Regions from separate parts of the Hordeum vulgare genome. Here region 1 is linked to region 2. Evidence: chromatin contacts called from public HiChIP or PLAC-seq data. All regions are on one chromosome and are shown on one strand. The core of a region is the stretch at or near the end of the contact, and the rest is flanking DNA. Distances in the headings are between cores, read along the strand shown. Region 1 holds the start of LOC123448836 (peptide chain release factor PrfB2, chloroplastic). Region 2 holds the start of LOC123448835.

Region 1 (7,594 bases), core at 306-2,805, 260 kb before region 2:
CCCGTCGCTGAGCCCATGATTTGTACATGTTCATAACCATGGCAGCCCAATCCATGCTCTCAACGCCACCGGCTCCTGCTTGGACCTGGTTATGGGATCATGCAAGGAATGCCACTAATAACATTACTATAAAGCTTAAAAGAAACATTACTGTTCCAATTTTTGGGCTACTGTACAGGCTACAGAGTTATAGAGTGAGCACTGCACTAAGAAATAAGAATTGCTTAAGATAACGAGACGAACATACCTCAATGAAGCAAGGGTAAGGGTCATTATCTCCAGAAAGCAATGCGTTGAGTTCTTTCTCCTTTGCTTCTCTTCTCATATCGGCCAATGCTCTCATGGATTCCTGCACAGGATAGTTAACCGGCTATAAAACAAGCAGCTAGTTTGCACCATGAAGGGTTCCAGCAAAGATCCATGTAAGTGTGTTTGGAGCTCAATACAATGTAATTATGTACAAGAAGCAATGTATTCACCGTCTCAAGTTCATTGTCACCCTCGTCACGTGCAAGCCTCAACATATCGATGTGCTCCATCAACTGTTGCTCGAATTGATTCACTGACTTAATCTTGCCCATGAGCTCGCCTTGTTCACGACTAACCTTCCCAGCAAAAACTGGATCCTCCCAGAGGTCTGGCTTCTCCAATACCACAGCCAACTGCTTCGACCTCTCCAGTAACCATTTCCACTGCGAAAATTAAAACCCAATTCAAGAAGCTTAACAGAAGCAAGTCCACACAAAGACATTCCAACATCTATACACAGCCACTCTACCAACAGCTACGCAAAAAATGTGGTAAGTCCACATAAACACATTCCAACACCTGATCCTGCGCCACTCTAGCTACCTGGAACTATGCAAAAATGAGCTTGAACAGAGATCGTTGCACATGCGCACAGACATACGCGTGCACCTGAGAACGAACGGTAGGTGTTTGTCGATATGCCCGAAAGAAACAAGCACATCAGATGCACACCCCAACCCTACAAATCAATAACACTCGACGCCCTGGTCGATTTCGAGTACGGAAGACAGAGGGCAACAAGTGTCGTACAAGATTGGACCTTGAGACGCTTCTTAATAAGCCTGATGGACTGCGCGACGGCGGCGGCGTGGCTCCGCCAGTCGCTCTCGGCATCGGCGAGGATCGTCCACCCCTTGTCGGCAATAGAGTCGACAGTCAGGCCGTCAACCGTCCTCGGCGCCTCCACCACGGGCGCCGGCGAAGAGAACCACCGAGTCGGCTCCAGGAGGGGGCGTGATCTGACGGTGGCAGGAACGCCATGAGTGGGTCCCAGGAGGGAGGACATGGCAGCTCCATGTGTGAGGAGGTGGTGGGTAGGATTCGGCGTCCTGGAGCGGAGGTGGGAGACGAGGACCGCGGCCGTTGATCTGGTTAGGAGGCGGGAAGCCATTCCCGTCTACTCCGACGCTGGCTGCGGGGAGGGCTCGACAAGTAGTGCTAGCTTGTATTTCCTGTTGGATGAACCGGAATAACGAAAGACGTTTTCGCTGGCGGAAGGCGACTCTCTATGGAAAATGTTTTTTTCTTGGCCCAGCCCTATTTTCGGCTGTTTTTAGAGAGAAGTTATGCCTCGAACCAAAGTCCTCTTCAACCGTTGATCCGATTTTTTAAACTGTTTTTTGTGCTGATTTAGAAGTTTTGAATGCTTGCCAAGTTTATCGTCGAATGACATTCATGTAAGTTTGTGACAAAAAAAACTCTACAAAATATCTAGTGTAATGCCTTGAACCTGCAGGGTAAAAATGCACAATATGGGCAAGCATTTTTTTTGAAAGAAATGTTTGCCTATAGTATGTACTCCCTCCATTCCTAAATATAAGTCTTTTAAGCGGTTTTAATAGGTGTCTACATACGGAGCAAAATGATTGAATCTATACTCTAAAGTATGTCTATATACATCCGTATGTAGTCTATTAGTGAAATCTCTACAAAGACTTATATTTAGGAACGGAGGGAGTACAAACGTTAGGGTAATGCCTATGCTAACTAACACAAGCGAGGTTCCTTATATCGAAGCCATAAATAACAAAAGTGCAACACCGCATGCCAACGATGCTTGTGCAAGTTGGAAAGAGTGAAGGACATGACGTATGGAGCTTATCAATTCCGTCATATGATCACTGGCAAGTAGACCAGCCTCCGAGATTTCAACATTTATCGCGTGTGCACTTGGACTAGTCCTCTCACCTCACTTTCACCTCCAGCAGGGTGATCCACTTCCCTCCACACTATTCGTCATGCTTATCGACGTGGTCAACAATGTGTTGGGACGTGTCGCTGAAACCAGCGTGCCATGGCGCCTCACCCCACGCCACCTGACGTGCGCATGCGCCATAGTTGACGTGTTGCATACACGAGTTGAGCGTGTGTGACTATAAAGGATTTGTGTGTCCAACCTTGTTTGTGCACACTTGGATCGATGTCGGTGTCAAAACCGATAGACCTCGGGTAGGGGGGCTTGAGCTATTAGATCAGATCGATGGGTAACAGGAGACAAGGGACTCAGTGTTTTTACCCACGTTCAGGTCCTTTCGATGGAGGTAAAACCCTACTCTTGCTCTTATTTGTATTATGGATGTATCAAAGTAAGAAGTGGATATACCTCGAGATCGTGAGTTGTGGTCTAAACCCCTAACGATGATGATGAAAGAATCTATGCCTCTACGGACTAAACCCTCCGGCTTATATAGGCGTCGGGGGTATGTCGGGTCATACATGGTCGGTTGCCATCTATGAATGCATGTTGAATCTATCAACAATCTTGGAGTGCACGTTAGGTCCTCACAGAAGTCTCATGTCCCCATGCCATAAATTTGAGGCCTCTGGAGTACTTATGCTGGTAGTGGTTTTGGTAATTAATCACAACATATGCATCATTGGACTAATGAGTTTATTCAAGTACATTTCAAAAAAAAAACAAATATGCTTTGGCTATAGGATTGTGTGGAGATGCCCCTTTGATACAAGGAAGGAATAGGATTGGTTAAAGCTTCAAGCAAGAAGACTCTTCATTTTATACTTTGTGAGAAATCACTTTGAGTCCATAGGAAAGCCAATACTATTAAAATGGATGAGGTATTATGATGAATTGGTTGCTCAAGTGCTTAGAGATAGCCACGGAAAATACTCAGCCACTTTCCCACAAAATATATCTGTCCCAAGCCACATATGCAAAATCGGTGTCACCAATATTTCCTACTCGGCCATACCGACTTTACACTTAGACAGATCATATGCCAAACCCACCATCTCGGTACAACCAACATTCCTATCAGTGTCATCGAGATTGGGTGACCAACATTCTGTTGAGATGATTTAAAGTTTCAGAATTTCCGAGTTTGAAATCGGTCTCATCGAGTTTGGAAACCGGTCTAGGTCATCGTATTGGTACCATCGAGATTCCTATATCGGTCTCACCTAAGTTGCCACATTTAGTGCAACTCGGTACCACCGAGATTCATTTTGATGTCACTGAGTTGGGCAATAATGTTGTAACAGATGGATTTTGGGGGATGCCTATATATACCCCTCCACCTACCTCTCATTCGTAGAGGAAACACTCAGAACACACTTACACTTGCCAGGTCCACTTTTCTGAGCGAGATCCACCTACTCATGTGTTGAGATCAAGAGATTCCATTCCAATCATTTGAACCTTGATTTCTAGCCTCCCAAAGTTGCTTTCCACAAGATCAATCTCTCCTACCCCTGCCAAATATGAGAGAGTGTGTGTGAGTGTTGAGGAGACTTTCTTTTGATACACAAGAGCAAGGAGTTCATCGTTCTAACACATCTATTACTTTATGGAAGGTGGTGCCTCTTAGATTGGTTAGGTGTCTCTTGGGAGCCTCCTACTTCGTGTTGTGGAGTTGAACCAAGATGTTTGTAAGGGCAAGGAGATCGCCTACTTCATGAAGATCTGCCGTAAGTGAGGCTAGTCATGTGTGGATGGAAGCCGTGGTGGAATAGACAAGGTCACTTCTTCGTGGACCCCTTGTGGGTGGATCCCTCCGTGGACTCTCGCAGCCATTACCCTCCGTGGGTTGAACTCTCCACTAACATAGACGTACGATAGCGCCACCTATCGAAACCATGCCAAAAATCGTCGTGTCAACCTTTGCGTTTGATCTCCCTACCTTACCCTATACTTTACACTTGCATGTTTTACTTTTCGCTGCAATACTCTTAGATATGCATGTGTAGGGTGTACTTGACTAGTCATAGTCACTAAAACTGGCCCACACTTCAAATTGGCAAAAGGACAAGTTTTTATCTTGTCAAGTAGTCTAATCACCCCCCCCCCCCTCTAGACATACTTTTGATCCTACAAGTGGTATCAGAGCTTTGTTCTCCATTGCATTGGTTTCACAACCTAGGAGAGTATGGCATCTAGTGAGGGAAATTATCACCGTAGAGGTCTTTCGATGGCACTAATTTTGCTTGTTGGAAGCATAAAATGAAAATGCAAATTCTTGGTCATAATCATGCCGTTTGGGCTATTGTTCTTGTTGGTGTGCAAGGTGCTTTCTTGAGAGAAGGAAGAGAACCAAATCATGATGCCACAACACAAGAACTGAAGATGTTGCAATTCAATGCTCAAGCCCGTGACATCCTATTCAACTGCTTGTGTCCCGAAGAATTCAACAAAATCAGTCGCCTTGAGAATGCAAAGGAAATTTGGGATGCTTTGATCGATATGCACAAAGGTACTGATTCTGCCGGAGAATCTAAGTTGGATGTGCTTCAAAGTCAGCTTGACAAGTTCAAGATGAAGGATGGTGAAGGAGTCGTTGAGATGTATTCTAGGCTAGCTCTCATGACAAATGAGATTGCCGGCTTAGGAAGTGAAGAGATGACCGACAAATTCATCACCAAGAAGATACTTAGTGCTTTGGATGGAAGATACGACACCATGTGCACATTAATCCAAATGATGCCCAACTACAAGGATCTCAAGCCTACTAAAGTCATCGGAAGGATTATTGCTCATGAAATGTCTCTCAAAGACAAAGATGAGTTGCACAAAAAGTCAAGCGGTGTTTACAAAGCTTCAGTCAATGCTCCCGCTACTTCAAGTGGCAACCTTATTACCAATGAAGAGATCGGCCTCATGGTTAGAAAATTCAGCAAGTTCTACAAGAGTAGAGGCGAAGAGAGAATCTCAAGCTCAAGATATGATGAGAATTCGTCTAGTCGTGACCAAAACTGCTACAACTGTGGAAAGCCATGACACTTTTCCAATGAGTGCTCAGCTCCCCACAAACGAAGAGAAGAGTCAACTAGAAGACGAAGCTCAAGAGACGAGTCACCTCGGAGAGAGAGAAGAAGTAGAGAAGATCATTATGAACAAAGACACTCCCGAAGAGGCATAGAATCGAAGAAGAAGGACAAGTACACCAAGAGTAGTTCAAGAAGAAGACATCAAGCTCATGTTGGTGAATGGATTTTTGGCTCCGAGTCTGACAATCACTCCGAGAGAAGTTATCACTCCAACTCTAACTATGGTCAAGATGAAGGTGTTGCCAGCATTGCACTTGTTTCCTCCAACTCCTACGACTTATTTGATTCACCAAATGAAGGGATTGGAAACTCCTTCATGGAAAAAGGCCCCAAGGTATCACACCCCGAGTATTTTGACTTTGATAGTGATGAGGATGACTTGTTAGGGGAAGATGACTTGCTCTTTGATAAGACTAATGATAACATTGAAAATGAACTTGCTAATTATCATACTAGTCAAGAGAAATTGAATGATGATGGTAAGAAAGAGACTGAACGAGTAACTAAAGAATTAGACACTCTTAAGTTAGCTCATGAAACTACTCTAGAAGATCATAGAGAGCTTGCAAGAACTCATGAGAAGCTACGCTTCGAGAAGCTAAATTTAGAGCAAGAGCATGAGTTCCTAAAAGCAATCAATGATGATCTTCGAAAGAAGAGTTCCTCTTATCTAGCCAAATGATTACTCTTCTCTACTTTTTGATCCACAAGTTAAACCCAAGAACACTAGTAACAAAGGCAAGAAAGTTTCTTCATCTAGTAACAACAATGCTAAAGCTAAATCAAATGGTATATTTTTTTCTAGTAGCTCTCCTGATTCCACTAATGATTCTCTTAGCCAAGTTACATTTGAGCAAGAAAATTATTTATTAAAAGGTATTATAAAGAGAGGTGTCTTCAAGAATCTTGCCGGAAGTAAGCAATTCGAGGAAATTGTGCGCAAGCAAGGAGGACATTGGAAGAAGCAAGGTATTGGCTACTTCAACGTCAACGGAGATATTTGGGAAGAAGGTCCATATCCCATTCCCAAGTTTGTTCCTCAAGAGGGTAAGTATTATCCTACTCCTCCCAAGGGAACAAGCTCACAAGATGACCTTCTACCACAAGACCACAAGGGCAAGGGAAATCTTCAAGAGGACATTGACTCATTTGAAGAAGAACCCCAAGCCAAGGTTGAGTGGGTTCCCAAGGACATTTCTAGCACTACCTCATTGTCACACCCTGTTTTTGCTATCACTTATCTGTATTGTGAAAATCTGAACTTGTTAAAACTTTTTCAAGACTAATGTTGTGAGTGCCATGATTGTCATTGTATGCTTGTGTGCTCATCATGTGATCATAAAACCCTATTTCATAAAACATTGATTTCCAAAAACCCTTACTTACTTCTAATCAAGGTAAAACCCTACCTTGAGTTGCACTACATGCCCTTGATAGCAAGCAGTGCTTCTACTCAAAGTTGGTGATCTTATTTCAAATTATCTTTCTATTCCAAAACCACAAAAATAATTATTTTTGTAATTATTTTCCTAATTAAATAACATGTCCAATTCTGAGGCTGGAATTGGTATTCCTACATGGAAAAATACTTTTCTGCCTTAGAAAATCTGATTAAATTTGGAGATGATCACAAGGACATATAGTTTCCATACATAAGATTTTAAACCCTATTTTATATTATAATTATTGAATAAAACCATGAAATTCATTTCTGTCTGTTTTAACCTTTTGAAATATTTCCAAAGGAAATATTCTCAATAAAATCCTAGAAAATTCCAGTAATATACCTAAGCCATATTTGGTGTCCACATAAAGTTTCACCTTGATCAAAGCTGATTAAGGACCCCAAATAACCCTAAAACCCCTTCTGCCCAGATTGAAGTTAGAGAAACTCTACATAGCAAAGTTTATCCAATGATGCTCAAACTTTGCAAGAGTGCCTAATACCTCAAATGAGGGTTCCACACCAAAAATGGGATTTGTGGTACTTAGTTTGCCCACACTCTCTTTGGAAGGGACGGATCTAGTCATATTGAAGTGTTTTCAAGTTTACAAAGCTAAACTTGTCCAATGGAGCTCAAACTTGGTGAAACCCCATGGTTTAGCACCAAACCCAAACTTGTTAAGTTGCAGCACAGTGGTGGGGTGCAACCCCCTCAAACCACTGTCGAGCACCTTCTGACATATAGGGAAAAGCCACCTTAGGCACAGCTAAACCCAACCCCTTTGCTCCAAACTCATAGATTAGGTGGCCAGTATCTGTATCTAACCCCAGTCAACTGGC
Region 2 (7,505 bases), core at 2,288-4,787:
GTGTATCAAGAAAAATGTAATGTGACATGAGAAATAAACTATCCACATATGATCTCTCATGGTCCTAAAGTGGTAGATAAATGCATCTCATTGTCATCCTCTCCCCTCCCTCTTCTCGAGAGGACACTCAACCTCCTTCCACAACCCTTTATCTTCCGTGTTATCTTCCTCATCCTTCGCCTTGCACTATCTCTACTACTAAGTGTCTTTTCCAATCTCAGTGTCTGGCGAGAGATTAAAATTTGCGATGATATTTAATACTATACAATCAAATTTTAAGACAATTTTTTTGTATCTTCTATAAAGATTGTCACACGGGCACATTCCACACACTAAAATATGATGGTGCTTCAGTTATACAGTACAATATTCAAAACACAGCTGTAGTCACCAAGCCGTGTGACTAAACGGGCTTTCAGAATAATTGCTTGTATCATGTTATAGGCACGATCAAGAATAAGAAGAAACATTATATCTGAATCGGTAAAGCAATATACTTTCAATCTCTATCGGACCATGTAACAGTGCCCTTGTCTCATTCTGATGGAATGATTCAATGGTTAATGTTATATAGTCCATCAGAAACTTCAAGCAAAGAAATATTCTTGATACAACTCAAGATTTTAGCCTTTTTGAGTTATGGAGCAACCAATCAAGATTAACATCTGCCTTCCAAAGTGCATGTATACAATGGAACACGTGAACAATATGAAAGTAATAGATTGTACCACACATATGTATGCAACCTTTTTTTGTTATGCACTCCCTCCGTAAAGAAATATAAGAGTGTTTAGAGGCATAATTTATACACATAAGAATATAGGAACGATTGATTGCAAAAGAGCTTTGGAGGAAACATCACAAGCACCATACTCATTAATTCCACTCACAAGAATTTCCTCGCAAAATTTCACAACTTCATAAGACATCATTAAAAATCGTCCGTCAGTAAATAGATTGCTCAATCCAGACATCGTATGAGCACATACTTAACATTCCAAACAACCTGGATTCATATTCTATATAGAAGAATCAAGTAGACATGGAAGTATACTATATACACATAACTCGTTGAATCCTGTAACACAATTTGAAAGGTAATCAGCCACATTTTGACACCATTCTCTCAGCTCTTAAATACGTCATAATTTTTGCCTACACAGTTTGCAACATACAGATTTCCTGTCATAATCTACTGATAGATACTCAAAAAGCAATGAACCAAGCCTGAAGCCGGGTTCCGCCCATTACTTAAAATCAAGAAATATTGGAGACCGGTGTAGTTATCTGCCAATTTTCTTGTACGATCAAGACAAACCTCTACCACTTCTGTTTCAACTTCTATGAAAAGAACCCTTCAAGCTGTCAGAATTCCTATTTTTGAAATTTCTTCTTAAGTCCATTCTCTGAGTTTCGATAAGACAACTTGAAGGACCCTGAAATAATATATGAGGCATACAACCGAATATACAAATTAATTAAGAAAAGAAGAAACCAACAATGCGAGAGTTTTATTTAGTACTCTCCTGCTCATCCACTCATGATATAGTATATTATACCCTACCTGCGTGGAATCTCATAAAAACAAGAACTCAAACCGTTCATGTAACTAAAGTAAATTGATGGTCCTAATATATGAGTGGACGTGCTTCAGTTTAGTTACTTACGTCTTGTAAATTTGGTATGAGTTGGTTGCATCATCAATTGCACACCTTCTGAGATGACATGTTAATTAACGGGAAATAGAAAATATGGTTTCCTGTTTTTAACTTACTATTGCACACATTCTTAGTAAATAGTCAAAATAGCTTGCATAAGTCTGTTGTTATGTTGTAGATCTATACATATTATGGCATCTGAACCCGTTAGAATCACAATCATTTATGTTGCTGGCATTGGAGATGGGAAGCGGCTAACCCAATCACTCTCACTATTTCTAGGCATTTGAAGCACATGGGGTATATTTGAGTGTTGCCATCATCAATCGGTTCTATTTGTTCTGAATCAACTTATTAGTTTCTCGGTACTTGCAGTATATCCTTAATTATCACTGTGGCATACATGACCAATAAACTAACCAGCAACAATAAAATTAAAAATTAAAAATGTAACTTCTTACTGGGTTCCTTGCACAAGTGAAGTGGCAGGTTTGAATCACTCCAGGAGATCGATGAGCAAGCAAACTACGTTCATGCAATAGCAATCTCTAATGACTGGTATCCTCAATCATGGAGAGAGACATTAATTAGCAGAGATAAAGGGGGGAATGAACGAGAGATACCAGGAGGAATCAGAGAGAGAGAGAGAAACAAGCGATAACACATTGCACCACCGCCTCATCGTCTCAAGGTTTATTGCCACCTAAATTTCTCATTTTTCCATCCCAGCTCGTTCTTGGGAGTTGGAACGTCACCCCATCTCTTGCAATGCCCACGCACCCTCAGCACGGCAGCTTGACCTGCCCAATGATCTCCACCACACACCTATACCGCATAGCAAGCAACCAGAAGCAAAAATATGAAGCAACAGCAAAGCTAATAGTCATACAACACTGACCAACGGCAACTGGAGCTCTGTGAGGCCCCCGTCAGTACCATCGAAGACCACCGGCTCAAAAAGGGCCTACCATGTACAAGTGCGTGACGCCGGAGCCGAACGCCAGGTTGCCGTCGTGGGCGACAAAGTCGAAACCGTTGGGCCCGACCACCTCCTTCACCGTGGGGGCGTCGGGACGGCTCCAGTCGACGGCCCCGTCAGAAGCCCGCGCCAGCGCGACCGCGGCGCCCCCCGCGCCGGAGCCGAACGCGAAGGTGTCGTCGCCTGCGACGAAGTCGACCTCGTTGGGCCCGACCACCTCCTCCATCGAGGGGGCGTCGGGGCGGCTCCAATCGACGACCCCGCCGGAGGCCCGCAGCAGCGCGACAGCGACGCCCCCCGCGGGCGCAAAACTCGTAGCGATGCACGGTGCAGACGAGCGCGCCTTCGACATTGAGCGACCAGACCTGGACCTCGGCATCGTGGTTGTCAAAAGGGATTGCCTCGATTCCGTGCACAACCGACAACAGCGGCCAACGTGACTCAACTCCACGTCCTGGCCAACCCAGGCGGCCGAATCAGAGAGAGGAAGATGGGGAGACAGTGGAGGTTACTACACCTGGGCCATACGCCGCCATCGAGTTCTGAATCCTGCACCTCAGCGGTCGCCTCCATCGACAACACGATGAACCGTCTTGCCGACGGGGTGTGAGAGACCTGAACACGAGGCGTGTCAGGTTGGGCCTCTCTCAGACGCCATCGAAGAGTTCCGGCGGAGGGCGAGCACACGTGGATGACGCAGGTCGGCAAGGAAGCCAGTGAACGCAACATGGAAGGAGATGGCCAGTGGCCAGGGATGGGAAGCGCGACTTGTGTATTGGATGGAGCGACGTATGGGTAGGGGAATCATGGGTAGGGAACTGGAAGAGGCGTGCGTGCCGGCGTGTGTAGCGATTGCGTTACAGGCTTTTTCGACGTGCGCTAGTGGGACCGAGGCGGGGGAGTAGCGATCGCGCGACCGGAGAGTCAGGGGGTCGAAGGTCGAACCATCACGACAGGGAGGTAGAGGGTTTTCTATGTGAATCGATTTTTTCCTATATTTAATCAATTTGTTTTTTTTTGCGACAATAATCAATTTGTTTTTGAAGGAATGGAAAAAATCGATGAAACTAACGAGGGGACCTTTCGTGATCGAACCATCACGGTAGATCTCCTTTAATTGTAGAGACTTGACAAATTCATTGATTGGTGACCAATACACACAATTATAGACACACATTAGGACAAACTTCGTTGATGACCAATACACATAATTATAGACACACATTAGGACAAACTCACGCTTGACAAAAGTTATTGGTTAGTGACAAGTAAATCAGTTAGTAAGGAAAAGAAAAAAAAAAGATACATCCAACCGAGAGATATTTTTCTTCTTTTGCTACTATCAGGAGAGAGATATTTTCCAATTGTGAGGATGGAGAGACCAGAAGAAATGCACTTGACATTGTACTCCCTCCGTTCCAAGTCATTTAAAAAGATTTTATTAGGGCTCTAAAATATATTTATATACATCTATATGTAAGTCCACTAATGAAACATCTAGAAAAAGATATATTTAGGAACGGAGGAAGTATAAGTAGAATTTTATAAGAACAAAAAAAAACTTATTAAGGAATAAGGAAATGGAGGAAGTAATTTTGTTAAAACAGAAATCTGGATGGAAGGAGAACCCCAGATAATATGGCAATAGAGATCCTGGTCTAAAGGCAAAGCGTACATGATAACAGTTATTATTCCAACTGGCTACACCGAGATCGTAAGAAGGGAACAGGTCGCCTAAACAAGTCCATTTCGCATACTACTACCCCTCGACTTCCGCCGGAGCCATCGAGTGGTATGAACTCCCTAATGCCTCGTTTGGTTAATGTGGATTGGGAAGGGTTTGAGAGGAAAATCCCCGAGGACCCAGAAACCCCACAGATCCTCGCGCGTCCATTTGGTAGGATTGGTTTGCTTAGGCCAATCCCCTCCGTTCCCCTTTAATCCATTCCTATTCATGTGTTTCAAAACCCTCCTCAGAGGAGGAGTGGAAGCAAAACCCCGGGATTTGACAGGATTGGGTGAAAAAAAGGATTCACCCAATCCCGTGAAATTCCTCCCTCTCAAAACCTTCCCAATCCCCCTTAACCAAACGAGGCCTAAACTATGTCCGAGAGCACGTTGGCGGCGGCGGACAGCGCGGCGCCGGTGATGGCGCACTGCACAATCCGCTCATGCGATGCGTTGTCCGAGGTCAGCGCGACCGCCGCGCCGGTGACGGCGCCCGCCAGCGCGCTGTTCTTCCAGTCGTGGGCCCCGCGCACCTCCGTCAGTCCGTAGGTGAGGCCGGAGTGCATCCCTGCCGCGAGCCCTGCAATCATCGAGTCTTCCAACATTAACAACGCTCGACAACCTCAAGTGCCCGCAGTAACATAAGCAAAAAAGGGGGCACTGTTTACCCCACTGGAACGACTCCTTGCTCACGCTTTTCACCTGAGAAGAGCAACAGAAAACGTGATTAAGGAAGCACGAATGACAGTACCAAAATGACGGTGTTCTTGGTAGGAAGAAGTGGGCGTTGCCTGCTTACCATGTCCTCCGCTGACTTGCTGTTGCTCGTCCCTCCTTTCCAATCAAAAAGAAAAAAAAAAGGAGAAGGAGACGTACGTCAATCAGTCTGAAATGAGTAGAAATCAAATCGCCAATCAGTTCTGATAAGTGAAAAGTGGAGTTACCATTGAGGTCCGGGAACGTCCGTTTCCTGCTGCCGGTCGCGTCAGACACCGCTCCGGTGCCCCCAGATTCGCCTGCAGCAGCAAAATTAACCCAGGGCCAAAAACAGAGTGACACATCTACATAGGCCAGCAGCCGAAGCAGCAGTTGTTCTGATGACACTAGCATGAATGGTCTGTTACCTTCGATGGCCATAAAGTAGGAGTCCCGCGCGACGGCCTGCATCGCGCCGATCTGTCATCGCAGGAGTGTTATCTTCACAACAAATTACGCATCATACGAACGATGGAGCAAGAGTAGTACAGCACATAGCAGAATGGATACCCCGGCGGCCTTGACGAAGCTGTCGGCGACGCGGTTGAGGAGCGGGTGGCCGAGTTCGAGCATCCAGTTCTTCTCCAGGCCGCGCACCTCCTCCACGAACTTGCGCGCCTCGTGGCTGCTCATCTTTCTCCCTTTTCCCTACGCAATGCTAAGCTACGGAGAAATGCACAAGCACTGCAGGCTGTGCGTGTAGTACAATGGTGGCAAAGGAACGAGGGAGTGAACTTTGATTCTTTGAAGCCCGAGGTAGGGAGCAGCGCACCACCAGTCGCCTAGGCACAGATCGACAGCGAGACGACCAGAACCCGAGAACCAGACGCGACACGTATGCCAGCGCCACGGACGCGTGGTCTCTCGCGGTTACTCGTGGCGCTCTTCTGGAACATGCGCTAGTGCGCTCGTGATTCACGGTATCAGTTCAGTTCAGGACTGACCCGTTTCTCCACGCACCATTTTTTTTAAGAGCTGTGCGCCGGCGCGTCGGTCGGATCGTTCGGCCGATCGTTCGTGCGTCGTCCAATCCGGCAGCTGTACGCGGCCCGCGTCGTTACATTTTTATGCAGTAATTTTTTAATGTAATAAATTTCGTTCATGATGCAGCCATTTTGTCAATGGTTGTAAAAAAAAATTGTATCTAAAAAATATCTACGTAATCATAGCAAAAAAATGAAGTTGATGATGTGTGATAGCAAAACAAAAAAAAGTTGTAGCAAAACAATCCGATGAACTCGGGTTGCAACTCTGACAAACGTGTATGCAATTATTTTATTAAACGAATGCAGCAAAAAATGATGCCGGTTGTACCAAAAATTAACATGATTGTAGCAAAAATCAAACGTCGGTTGTAGCAAAAAAATTCAACGAACTCGAGTTGCAACCAAACGTGAATGTAATTTTTTTAATGAACAAGTTGCAACAAAATAGAAAAAGGCTTGTAGCAAATTTAACCGCGTTTGTAGCAAAATTTGCATTAAAAGGGTTGCATATGTGGACCAGTGTATCAAATTTATACATGATTGTTACAAATCTGCACTAAAACAATGTTGCAAGGCTGCTCTCAGACGCGCGAGCCGCGAATGGCCGATCGAACGGTTCAGTCGACGCTCCAGCCACAAACGTTTACTTTTTTTAACGTACAATCACAGACGACCACGTACTCGTACCACGTATAACACGAACACTATTAGCTTCGAACGTTTTTAGGACGAATTTGATGACGCAAGGATATCAGGTTCAGTGATGCAAATTTAGTTGTTAAGCATAATAACTTTTTTTTTACGGCAAGTTTCAGTTTTTTTTTTTAGGTTTTTTCTTTTTCTTTTTGGGTGACAACTCTAGTTATAGAAAGTCAGGATCGAAGTGTTTACTGCTATACATATATCAGTTATTATTTAAGTATTTCTATGAACACCTTTAAGATATTGTCTGATATTACATTTTGAGATTGACGAGGTAACAATATGTGCCTTGTAATGAACATAGTCGGAAAGTTTAACATAAACATAAAAATACGAATGTTGTTAAATTTAACACTTCAACCCCGAAGTATTGATTTCACCACAAGGAACCTAACTATTTAAGCTACGTTTAGTTTAGTTGAGACAACAATTTTTGATACTAATCCCTAGGTAAAGAAATATAAGCACGTTTAAATCCCAAAAGTAGGAAAATAAACGCTCTTATATTTCTTTACAAAGGGATACATTCTATTTTTTTCAATGCCCTTCTACTCCCGAGCTCAAATGAGCTCGATGAAAGTAAAATCAAAAAGTCCAAAAAACATTCAAACAATTCTGAATTTTTTAAGCAACATTGATCAAAGTTCGAAGCACATGCAAAAATTTGGCCCGAAATAACATTTTTATAAGGCATTA

The links. HiChIP or PLAC-seq counts read pairs in DNA pulled down with a chosen protein or histone mark.
Region 1: a contact with region 2 is called in an H3K4me3 HiChIP or PLAC-seq map of embryo, with 5 times the contacts expected there. The contact joins the promoter of LOC123448836 here to the promoter of LOC123448835 in region 2. A contact is called at or near these places in 1 of 6 Hi-C or Micro-C datasets (leaf) and 1 of 1 datasets of contacts at active chromatin or transcription factors (embryo).

Annotation. Positions count from the first base shown.
Region 1 is chr4H:431,187,595-431,195,188 of MorexV3_pseudomolecules_assembly, reverse strand. It overlaps LOC123448836 (peptide chain release factor PrfB2, chloroplastic), which reads right to left and starts at 1,555. Exons shown (of 7, transcript XM_045125857.1): 1 at 1,070-1,555; 2 at 480-692; 3 at 248-349; 4 at 1-85. The coding sequence starts at 1,420.
Region 2 is chr4H:430,932,591-430,940,095 of MorexV3_pseudomolecules_assembly, reverse strand. LOC123448835 reads right to left here and starts at 3,537. Exons shown (of 4, transcript XR_006631933.1): 1 at 3,155-3,537; 2 at 2,627-3,002; 3 at 2,282-2,483; 4 at 996-1,436. LOC123448834 (outer envelope pore protein 16-2, chloroplastic) reads right to left here and starts at 5,962. Exons shown (of 6, transcript XM_045125855.1): 1 at 5,632-5,962; 2 at 5,490-5,541; 3 at 5,310-5,381; 4 at 5,165-5,199; 5 at 5,034-5,067; 6 at 4,277-4,945. The coding sequence starts at 5,754. The coding sequence ends at 4,734.